2 separate regions of the Mus musculus genome follow, and region 2 is linked to region 1. Evidence: chromatin contacts called from public HiChIP or PLAC-seq data. All regions are on one chromosome and are shown on one strand. The core of a region is the stretch at or near the end of the contact, and the rest is flanking DNA. Distances in the headings are between cores, read along the strand shown.

Region 1 (4,485 bases), core at 765-3,264:
ACCCCATCCTGTGAACAAAGCCTGGCTGACATTCTCAAAAGAGAAAGCTAATAGGGTTAGCTGTGAACCAGGCTGGGCTAACTGAGCTTTGGCAAGCCTTCTTGTGGAGCAGCTCCTACAGCCTTAGCTCTTAAGGAGACTGATACCCGTTGTCTACACCAATGTCTCACCCATCTACCCGCCAATGTGTTGGACCCCAGACTCCAAAGATTCTGTAGCCTGGAGCTGCCTGACCAGGGTCCCAACCTAATTCCAAGCACAGCTTCCTTCCTCAAGCTCCAGGAAGCCTTTCCAGCTTCATTCCCTCACTGTCCTCTGATGGCCTCTGCGAACCCCATGACAGGTTACATCAGTTTTTTGGGACCCTGGCACCTGTGGTATTTGCTTACTCTATCCCAATGTCAGCCTTTTGGAAGGAGCTGCCACATGGCTTGGGACATCTGGCTGTCAAAGCATGTTTGGTGGTGAGCACCATGGAGTCTGTAAGTTGTCAGTCAGCTTCTGTGACAAAGACTTGGGTCCTCTTATCTTCCTGGTCCAGTGAATGAGTCACGGGAACTGTGACTGCCTAGGCCTCTTGATGAGACAGCACAGGGGCTTACGCAGAAGTTGTTCATCCAGAGCTATGACAGGAGAATGGAGCAGGTTGAGAGAAAGCCAGCCTAGGTGCAGATCCTCAGGTCTCAAGGGGTTAAATGAATTTCTTGACTTTGGATTTAACAGGGGTCTAGGGGTACAACTGTTTTACCTTGAGTATCATATGGGATAATGACATGTGATATACAGACATACCTAGAGACAACTGCCACCTGGGACAATAAGCAGATGGCAAATACCAAACTCCTACATAATCAGAAGGGACCATCTAGTCCATCCCTTAAGAGAAACAAGGCCAGAATCTCATAACTTTTTGGCAGAGTTGAGGCTGTGGGACCCAGCAGAAATGAAAATCTTGGAGGTAGAGAGTCAGGAGGCTTGGAAGTGACCCTCAATGGCTTGTCAACTGTGTGAGCTTGGGTTAGTCCCATATCCCCAGGTCTACACAGCCTTGCCTGAGAAACAGCAGTTCAGGTCTTGTCCTGTTGAATCATTGCCTGACATGAGCACTGGCCAAGAGTTCCCAGCCTAGGGCGTATAAAGGACCCCGGTTCACTTTGATTTAAGTGGCCTGTGCCTTCCCCAAGTCCCAAGCAACCATCTTCAGAGGTTTCCCTCAACTCCACTGACCTCTGTTTGACCACTCTGCACTCCAGAGGAAGAAGACATACAACTCCTAGCTGTGACTGCCTTAGCCTGGCATTGCGAGTTCTGTGGAGACAGACCCAGGAGAGGGCAAATTGTCTCACCTGGTGACTGTCTGGGAACAGGCATGGAGCCAAGCTCAGTCCTGTCCCCATACTTTCTCCATGAACTTAGTCCTCTGTGCAGTTTGTGAGAACTACCCTGTCTATTCCACAGGGAAAAGAGACAGAGATACCAAAGGCCAAGGTCATGGAATCAGAGTTTGAATTCTTGGGTGGCCTAGGCCTGGATCTCCATCTTTCTACCAGCAGAGATGGTGCAGGAGTTGGGGGCTGGGGCCTCTGCCTTTGGAGCCCTGTTTATATCAAGAGGCTTTTGAGCATCTGCCAGCCAGAGCTTCTCGTACTGACAACTGGGGGTGGAAATGACAGGTGGGATCACCTGGTAGCCTCGGGAGAGGGCAAGAAAGGCACTGGGGACAGGAGAGGACATCCGCGGAACACCCTGGCATCCCTTTCCCATACTCTTGTCCTCACGGTTGTGTGCATTTTTTCCTATGCATCCAACGCCCCGTGGGTAAACCTGTCCTCAGCTTCTTCATCTAGACCCTTTTGAGCATCAGGGCTCAGGAGGAGCACGGGCCATCACTCCCCTGCCTTATAAGGAACAATGATGCCCTCTTATCCCATTTGCCACCCTCCCAGGGCTGCCAAGATGAGGAATAGGCGTTGATTGAAGCCACAGCAAACCGGGCCAGAGCTGCCCACGGTGCAGAGAAACAGGCGCTGCTCTGAAAGCACATTCTGTTCTCTCGTCTCCTCTCTAATGAAAACCCTCCTGTAATCTGCTGGTGCCGGGCACTGGAGCATGAATTATTCAGAGAAGTCTCTGTGCTACGTTATCTCCCCTCCCCCGGGACGCCCCTACCATTGTCCGCCCTGATGGGTCATTACGCACTCTGTGAATTTAATCTTTTAGGCTATCCACCGCACAGGGGGAAAAATGTATGAATAACAATTTTCCTGTAATAACCTTCAACTAACCTTTCAACCAGACTGAGTCATTCCCGTCCTATTTTCGCATCAAGAGGAGTCAAAGGCAGGCAATTACCTCTTATCTGTTTCCAAGGCTGCCCCCGCCCCTGCTGCACCCTTAATTTTTAAAGGGGTGTTGAAGAATGTGGTAGGAGCCAGGAAATGAAGGAGGCGGGAGGGAGGGCTGCGAAGGATTGCACGGTAAGAGGCAGGCGTGGAGATGCCAAGGCCAAGTCTGAAGGAGGAGTCTTGAATCTCAGCCTTCCATTAAGGACTTGGGATGTGACCTACCCGTGTCCCATAACACTATCAGAGTTTCCTCTCACAGGCTAGGAAGGCTGGTTTTCATTTCTTACTAAGACGGGTGTCTCCCGGGCCCAGAGACTTCCACAGATCTCTTCCAGGTATGGCAAGGTATGGCAGATTCAGAATTCTGACTCCTAGCAAGAGATTTTGGTCATCATGCTGCTGACATGGGAGAGTGGGGGGGGGGGGGGGAGGCAGGTCTTCGTTCATCCACCAGAGATGCCTCATTTACCTTAAGCTCTCTGCAAGGCAAACACATGGAAGAACCTTTGGTAAGTCTCTATTCTGAGCCTGGGAAGAGCAGGTTGTCAGTAGAACAGGATAGGAAAAGAGTCGGTTCCAGTCAGTACCGCCTGGGTCAGACATCTTCGTGAAGCTTCCCCTAACCATTTCTCCTGCTGTAGTTCCCTTTTTGTTACTATGACTTGGATCAAAAGAAACTCAGAGGAGGGGAAGGTTTCTTTCAGCTTACAGGTTGCATTCCATCATGGAGGAAACTCAAGGTAGGAACCTGAGGGCAGGACTTGAGAACTTAGAGCTGAAGGAGTATAGCAGAAACCATGGAGAAGTGTTGCCTTCTCATTCATAGCTAGCCTTCTTAGACAGCCCAGGACCACCTGCCTAGGGAATGGCACCGCCCACAGTGTTGAAATACACACACACACACACACACACACACACACACACACACACACACACACCACACCACACCACACCCATGCATATAAATACCTAACAGCCAAGACAATGCATACACACAGGCCACTTTGATGAGGCTACCTCTAACCTGTTACTCCATTCTCAGGTTATTCTCAGCTAAATTGAATGAACAGTTAACGCTAGCTAGGACACGCCCCTAAGTTGAGTTCGACCTGGTTCTGAGTTCACCTGTCTGTTCCTCAGGTCCTCAGTACCCAGGGAGAATCTAATTCAAATCTTAAACAGAAGCTTCTGGTTGTTGAGACAATCAGATAAGAGTGCGAGACGTGGGTGGAGGTGAGTGTGTCAGGGATATTGTTGATGCTTATTTTGAAGGGCCTTGCAGGCGATGCGCCCAACCTTTTATTCCTGGACTGAAACTTTCAATCTGCCTTTTCTGGTTTGCCTTGCATCAATTTTTTTCTTTTAATTATCAAATAAAGAGAAACACAAGGCCAGAATGTGAAACAACTTCACCAATTTACAATCACTAGGGGACAGATTTTGGCATAGACATTTGTGTCCTGGCTCCTCCCTGATGCTCTCTAGCCATCCTATAGCTCTGGTGGCCTGATGGTATCAGGTTGGAGGGGGGTGTCCATGTCCGTCCTTAGCTTAAGCCGTGTTTGCTCAGCTGTGGTGAGTCTCTTCTGTCTGTTGACAGAAGGAGGGATGCTCAGGGTAAGAAGGACCCCAAGGTTGGTCTCTAGGCAGTGGCTGTCACTGGCTATTGTTTTTCAGACGCCAGGCAGCTGGAGCCCATGTTCCTAGCACACCTAGAGCAAACTATGGAGTTTTGAGAACTAGGGAGTCTTTCTTAGCTATTAGTGACTATAACTGGGGGCAGCTACATGGTCAGGAGCACCCTACCTACCCTAATTCAATGGCTTCTTGTTTCACTGTCTCACACCCATGGAGCATAAGGAAGGACTCATGGGCAGAGAGTAAGCAAAGTGGCCATGATTTATTAAGGAAAACTGAGATACTCCTGAGTGAGGCCGGAGAGGCTCCAAGGAAGGACTACCACCACGTGGCCCTGCCTGGTGGCCTTTCAGTGGCTCTGAGGGCAGAATCTGGATACTAGTGGAAGTTGCCTTTTCTAAAATGATCATTTTTGAGCCAGTTAGGAGTCTACATGCCAACAGTCAGAGAATCACTCCTCATTCAGAGGAGAGGCCAAATTTGCTACATTAGCAGCTCTTGA
Region 2 (4,485 bases), core at 1,141-3,640, 290 kb after region 1:
TCTCTCTCTCTCTGTCTGTCTCTCGTTCTCTCTCTCTTGTTCTGTGTGTGTGTGTGTGTGTCTCCTGTCTCTCTGTTTGTTTCTGTGTCTCTCCTGTCTCTGTCTGCCTCTGTGCCTCTCTCCCTGTGTCTCTCTCTCGTTCTCCCTCTCTCTGTCTGTCTCTGTCTCTGTCTCTCTCCAGATCCAGATCTGTATGGCACAGACTGATACCCATCCCTTTCCTCTCCAGATCTTCTGCAATAGACCATCTCCCCAGGAAAACCCACCAGCATTCAGCCATCTAATAGCAGATCTACAAAGCCCTCTGGTTGAAATTGCTACCACCTCCTTCACAGATCAAGCCCTCTTGAGTTTCAAGCAGGAATATGAAGGACACTTGCTCTTATGTCAACTATGACACTTCAAGTTGCACATAGCAGCACACAAACAGCTCAAACTCACTGAAATAAAAAAAAAATGTTGTATGCCTGAGCAAGCCTGGTTTCTAACTCCAGCTCCTGCCCACTTTGGGTGGGAACCGCCCAGCAAACCTCTTAGACACAGTGTCCTCTAGTGGTCACTTCTGGTCTTACACCCTCTGCAATAGCTAGCTTGGTAGGATCAGGAAATCAACTAAGGTCTTTGAGCAGATAAGTCTATGAGAGCATTTCTGAGAAGGATTGACAGAGGAGAGAAAAGACACTCCTAGAGTGGGTGGCGCCCAGATATGAGGCTGATGTTGAGGGGAGAGCAATGATGCTCATTTGCCTGCCTTGCTTCCTGTTGATGAGCACATCTACCTCGACATCCTCCCTGAAGCCACCTATTGCTGATGTCAGAACCCAGCTTATTGGGTCTTCTGATATGGTCTGAAGACCAGTGGCTCTCCAGGAATCCCCCAGGCAGTCCAGGCCAGATGAGTGCTGGGACATGCAGCCTCGTAGATTGAGCAGCCAATAGGCAGACAGTTTTGTCTTTTGTAGTATCCGTTCCATCATCCGTTCAGTTCCTCCTCAGCTTCCCATCCTTCAGAGAGGGAGCGATCTCATTCCAAGACGTGACTTACTCTCTTTGGGTCATATGACCATCCAGAATCAACCACCTTGGCCAGGGGAATCTCTGATTAGCTGGGTCTGAATTCTACCTCACAGCTCTGCACAAGGGATGAAGTCACAATGCCTGAGAGTGGGTCCAAATGAAGCTCTCCTGACAAGAGAAATCAGAGAACGGTGAACACAAGAACCAAGTGATACCCAATGGCTCCATCGGTGACAAACACAACCATGTCATGGGACACAGTCAAATGACATTCCTAACCTAAAAAAGGGCTCAGTGCATCTGCCAACCGCTGATATCAGCTCAGCAATGGTAATCTTGGTGGGTTAGGACATATTGTTTATCTTTAAAAACTAGAAATTCTAAACATCAGAAGCTCTGGTAAGTGGGAGCCCTGACAGTCCTCAAGAATTCTTATCAAAGGCGGATCCTGCAGTCTGTGCACACACAGTTTTGTTTTGCTTTCAAGACAAGGTCTCACTGTGCAACTCTGGCTGGCCTAAAACTCATTATAGACCAGACTCATCCCAAACTCACAGAGATCTGCCTGTCTCTGCCTCCTATGTGCTGGAGTCAAAGGTGTAAGCCACTATGCCCACCTACCTCACAACTCCCGAATGAATAAGTACAATGTTTGGTGTCAGAGCAACTGTCTCAAATTAAAGACACTGTGTAAGCCAATCAGAATCTTTGTGAGAGGAAGAAATAGTTCCAGTCCACCAAAAGTCCTACTGATGTGTGTGTGTGTGTGTGTGTGTGTGTGTGTGTGAGAGAGAGAGAGAGAGAGAGAGGCCACATAGAGGCCAGAGGTCAACATCTGTGTCTTCTATTATTCTCCACCTTAGTTTTTTTGAGACAGGGTCTCTCATCAAACCTGGAGCTCCCCATTTGGGCTACACTGGCTGGCCACTGATTTTCCTGTCTCTCCCCAGCCCTGAGACTACAGAGATGCCACCACACCTGCCTTCTATGTGGATACTGAAGATTGGAGCTTAGGTCTCACGCTTGTGCACTAAGCACTTTGCCTACCGCCTTCCCCACCCTGTCTCATTCTTGAAGTCCTTGGTATGTCCAGGTCTTCCTGTGTCATCCAAGACGGGCGTTCCAGAGGCTGAACCCATATACACATCTTGTGAGTGTTCCAAAGATGCCTGGGAGGGTGAACACTTCCAAGTTGGTTATCCCGCCAGCTGACCCACTGGCTGGCTGGCTGGCAGTCTGGCTGGCAGTGCAGCCTGGATCCCAGCAGTTGGCGGAGTTCCCATCTGTCTGCACATCCCACATCCCCAGCCCCACTGCCAACCAAGACTTACGCCCCACCATTAGAGACTTCGTTTGTGCCATTAACGGAGCGTGGGCAACAGCTGCTGGAGCAGGTGCAAAGACAAACAGAGCCCAGCTCTGGAGAGAAATCCTTTGCTCATTGGAGCCAGCTGTAGAGACAGTGTATCAAAGTGGGGGGGGGGGGACTTTCTGCAAGCCACAGAACAGGGTAAGTAAGTGTGATCTGGGCCACTGTCATCTTGGAGTCAATCAGTCTGATGGGCCAGCTGGCTGTCCACACAATCACCCCAGAGCGGAATACCCTTCTCAGAGCCCAGGGTGTTCCCACCTGCTCTTCTCTCTCTACAAAGAAGCTCTCACTCTGCCCCCCCAAACCCCAGAATTTCATCCGGAAGCTTTCAGAGCACGGACTTTCAGGCCCACCCCAGACCTCTGTAATCCAACTTTGCAGCTGAAGTTTTTCCTAATGCACACAAAGGGCTAAGAAGCAGGAGGCTACTAGCTGCCTGGTGCTATTGCAACCACCGAGGTTGCACGGGGGATCACAGACACTCCTTAGGAGAGGAAAGTTCCAGTTTATCAGAAGTCCTGAAGTACTCCCACGTGACCCCGATACACACATACCAGCTCAGACTCAAGTTCTTGGGGAGCCCAATAAAGTCAAAGGAGGGACCTGTGAGATGGTTCAGTGGATAAAGATGATTGATGTTAAAGATAGGACTCACATAATAGAAGGAGAGAACCAACTCCCCCAAACTGTCCTCGGACCTCCTCGTAGAAACTGTGTTTTACTCTTGACAGTCCCCCCATAAATGAGTAAATAAATAAGTAAGTAAATGTGAAATCGAGCAGTGTTAAGGACGTAAGCATGGCGGCATACATCTGTGACTCTAACTCTTCAGAGGTAGAGGCAGGAAGATCCCGAATTCATAGGAAGAGCCTGTCTCAGGGAAAAAAGCAACCCACTAGCGAGTGATTAGTGAACAGGAGGCAGGTATGGGGAGGAAAGGCCTGGGGAGGAAGGAGATGCTGGGCAGAGGGAAGGAGAGAAGATAGCCAATGGTTCTGGCTTATCCAAGGCTAAGGGAATTTCTGGGAGGTGGGACTTACAGTTTGAAAACCAAGACAGTGCCAGGCAAACCAGGGCAGTGGTCACTCTAAAAGGGTGTGGGTAGATGGATGTAGTGGCTATTCCTGGTTGTCAACTTGACTATATCTGGAATGAACTACAATCCAGAATTGGAAGGCTCATCTGTGATCCTCATCTTGAGGCTGGGAGATACAAGTTTCTGACCTGGATCTTGGCATGGAGATCTTGAGGCATAGTGGCTATGAATCCCAGGAGACTAAGGCAAGGAGATCCCAGAGTTCAAGGTCATCTAGGACAAAGCAAGTCCCAGATCCAGGCGTGGTCATACACACCTTTAATCCGGGTCACACCTTCTGCTGGAGACCTACATAAAAAGACTCTCTCTTCTTTGCCTGTTTGCCTGTGGGACTAAGCAACTGCTAGATCCTTGGACTTCCATTAACAGCTGCTGCTGACCATTGTTGGGGAGTTGGACTACAGACTGTAAGTCATCAACAAATCCCCTTACTATATAGAAACTACCCATAAGTTCTGTGACTCTAGAGAACCCTGACAAATACAATGGATTCAGAGGATAGAGGTGGCACCCAACTGGCACCTCATTTCCCAAGAGACTCTCTAGTTGCAGATTTATGGCCCAGAAAGCTCACTGAAATGAAGACTCCTGGGACCTTGGCCAGGCGTCCTGAATCAGATATGCACCTTCACTAGATCCCTGGGGTATCTTGTGCACTTTGGCAAGGATTGGCCTTACTTTGAATTGGTCAGAATTTCATCACTGAGAGAAATAACTGAATGGAGGGAAGATTTGTTTGGGCTCACAGGCTCAGAGGTGTCAGTCCAAGATCAGCTGGTCCTGTCCATTCTGGCCTAGGATGAAGCAGCAGACACAGCATAAGCCATCTCAGACCCCAGTTGTTTCTTAAGTTGTGTATCTTCTTCATTTGTGTGTGTGTTTATGCCACAGCACACACGTGGCTCTAAGATGACAACTCACAGGAGACACTTCTCTCCTTCCACCGTGTGAGTCTCAGGATTTGAACTCAGGTCATCAGGCTTGGCAGAAAGCACTTTTG

Evidence for each region. HiChIP or PLAC-seq counts read pairs in DNA pulled down with a chosen protein or histone mark.
Region 2: an H3K4me3 HiChIP or PLAC-seq map of embryonic basal ganglia shows a contact between it and region 1, with 2.9 times the contacts expected there. The contact joins two enhancer-like sites. A contact is called at or near these places in 2 of 15 datasets of contacts at CTCF or cohesin (large pre-B cells and stem cell-derived epiblast-like cells), 1 of 484 Hi-C or Micro-C datasets (bone marrow-derived macrophages) and 1 of 115 datasets of contacts at active chromatin or transcription factors (embryonic basal ganglia).

The regions. Positions count from the first base shown.
Region 1 is chr9:61,571,762-61,576,246 of GRCm38.p6, forward strand. No RefSeq gene overlaps it. Among named protein-coding and RNA genes, the nearest start is that of Gm39350, 21 kb to the right of the region's middle. Within about 2 kb of position 2,015, at least 65 of the 459 cell types and tissues checked have an H3K27ac peak or open chromatin away from gene starts, as enhancers often do. A contact at or near this core is called in embryonic basal ganglia, where this site is marked.
Region 2 is chr9:61,859,846-61,864,330 of GRCm38.p6, forward strand. It overlaps Gm34974 (a long non-coding RNA gene), which reads right to left. Exons shown (of 6, transcript XR_001779199.2): 6 at 332-1,185. Among named protein-coding and RNA genes, the nearest start is that of Gm34974, 37 kb to the right of the region's middle. Within about 2 kb of position 2,391, at least 19 of the 459 cell types and tissues checked have an H3K27ac peak or open chromatin away from gene starts, as enhancers often do. A contact at or near this core is called in embryonic basal ganglia, where this site is marked.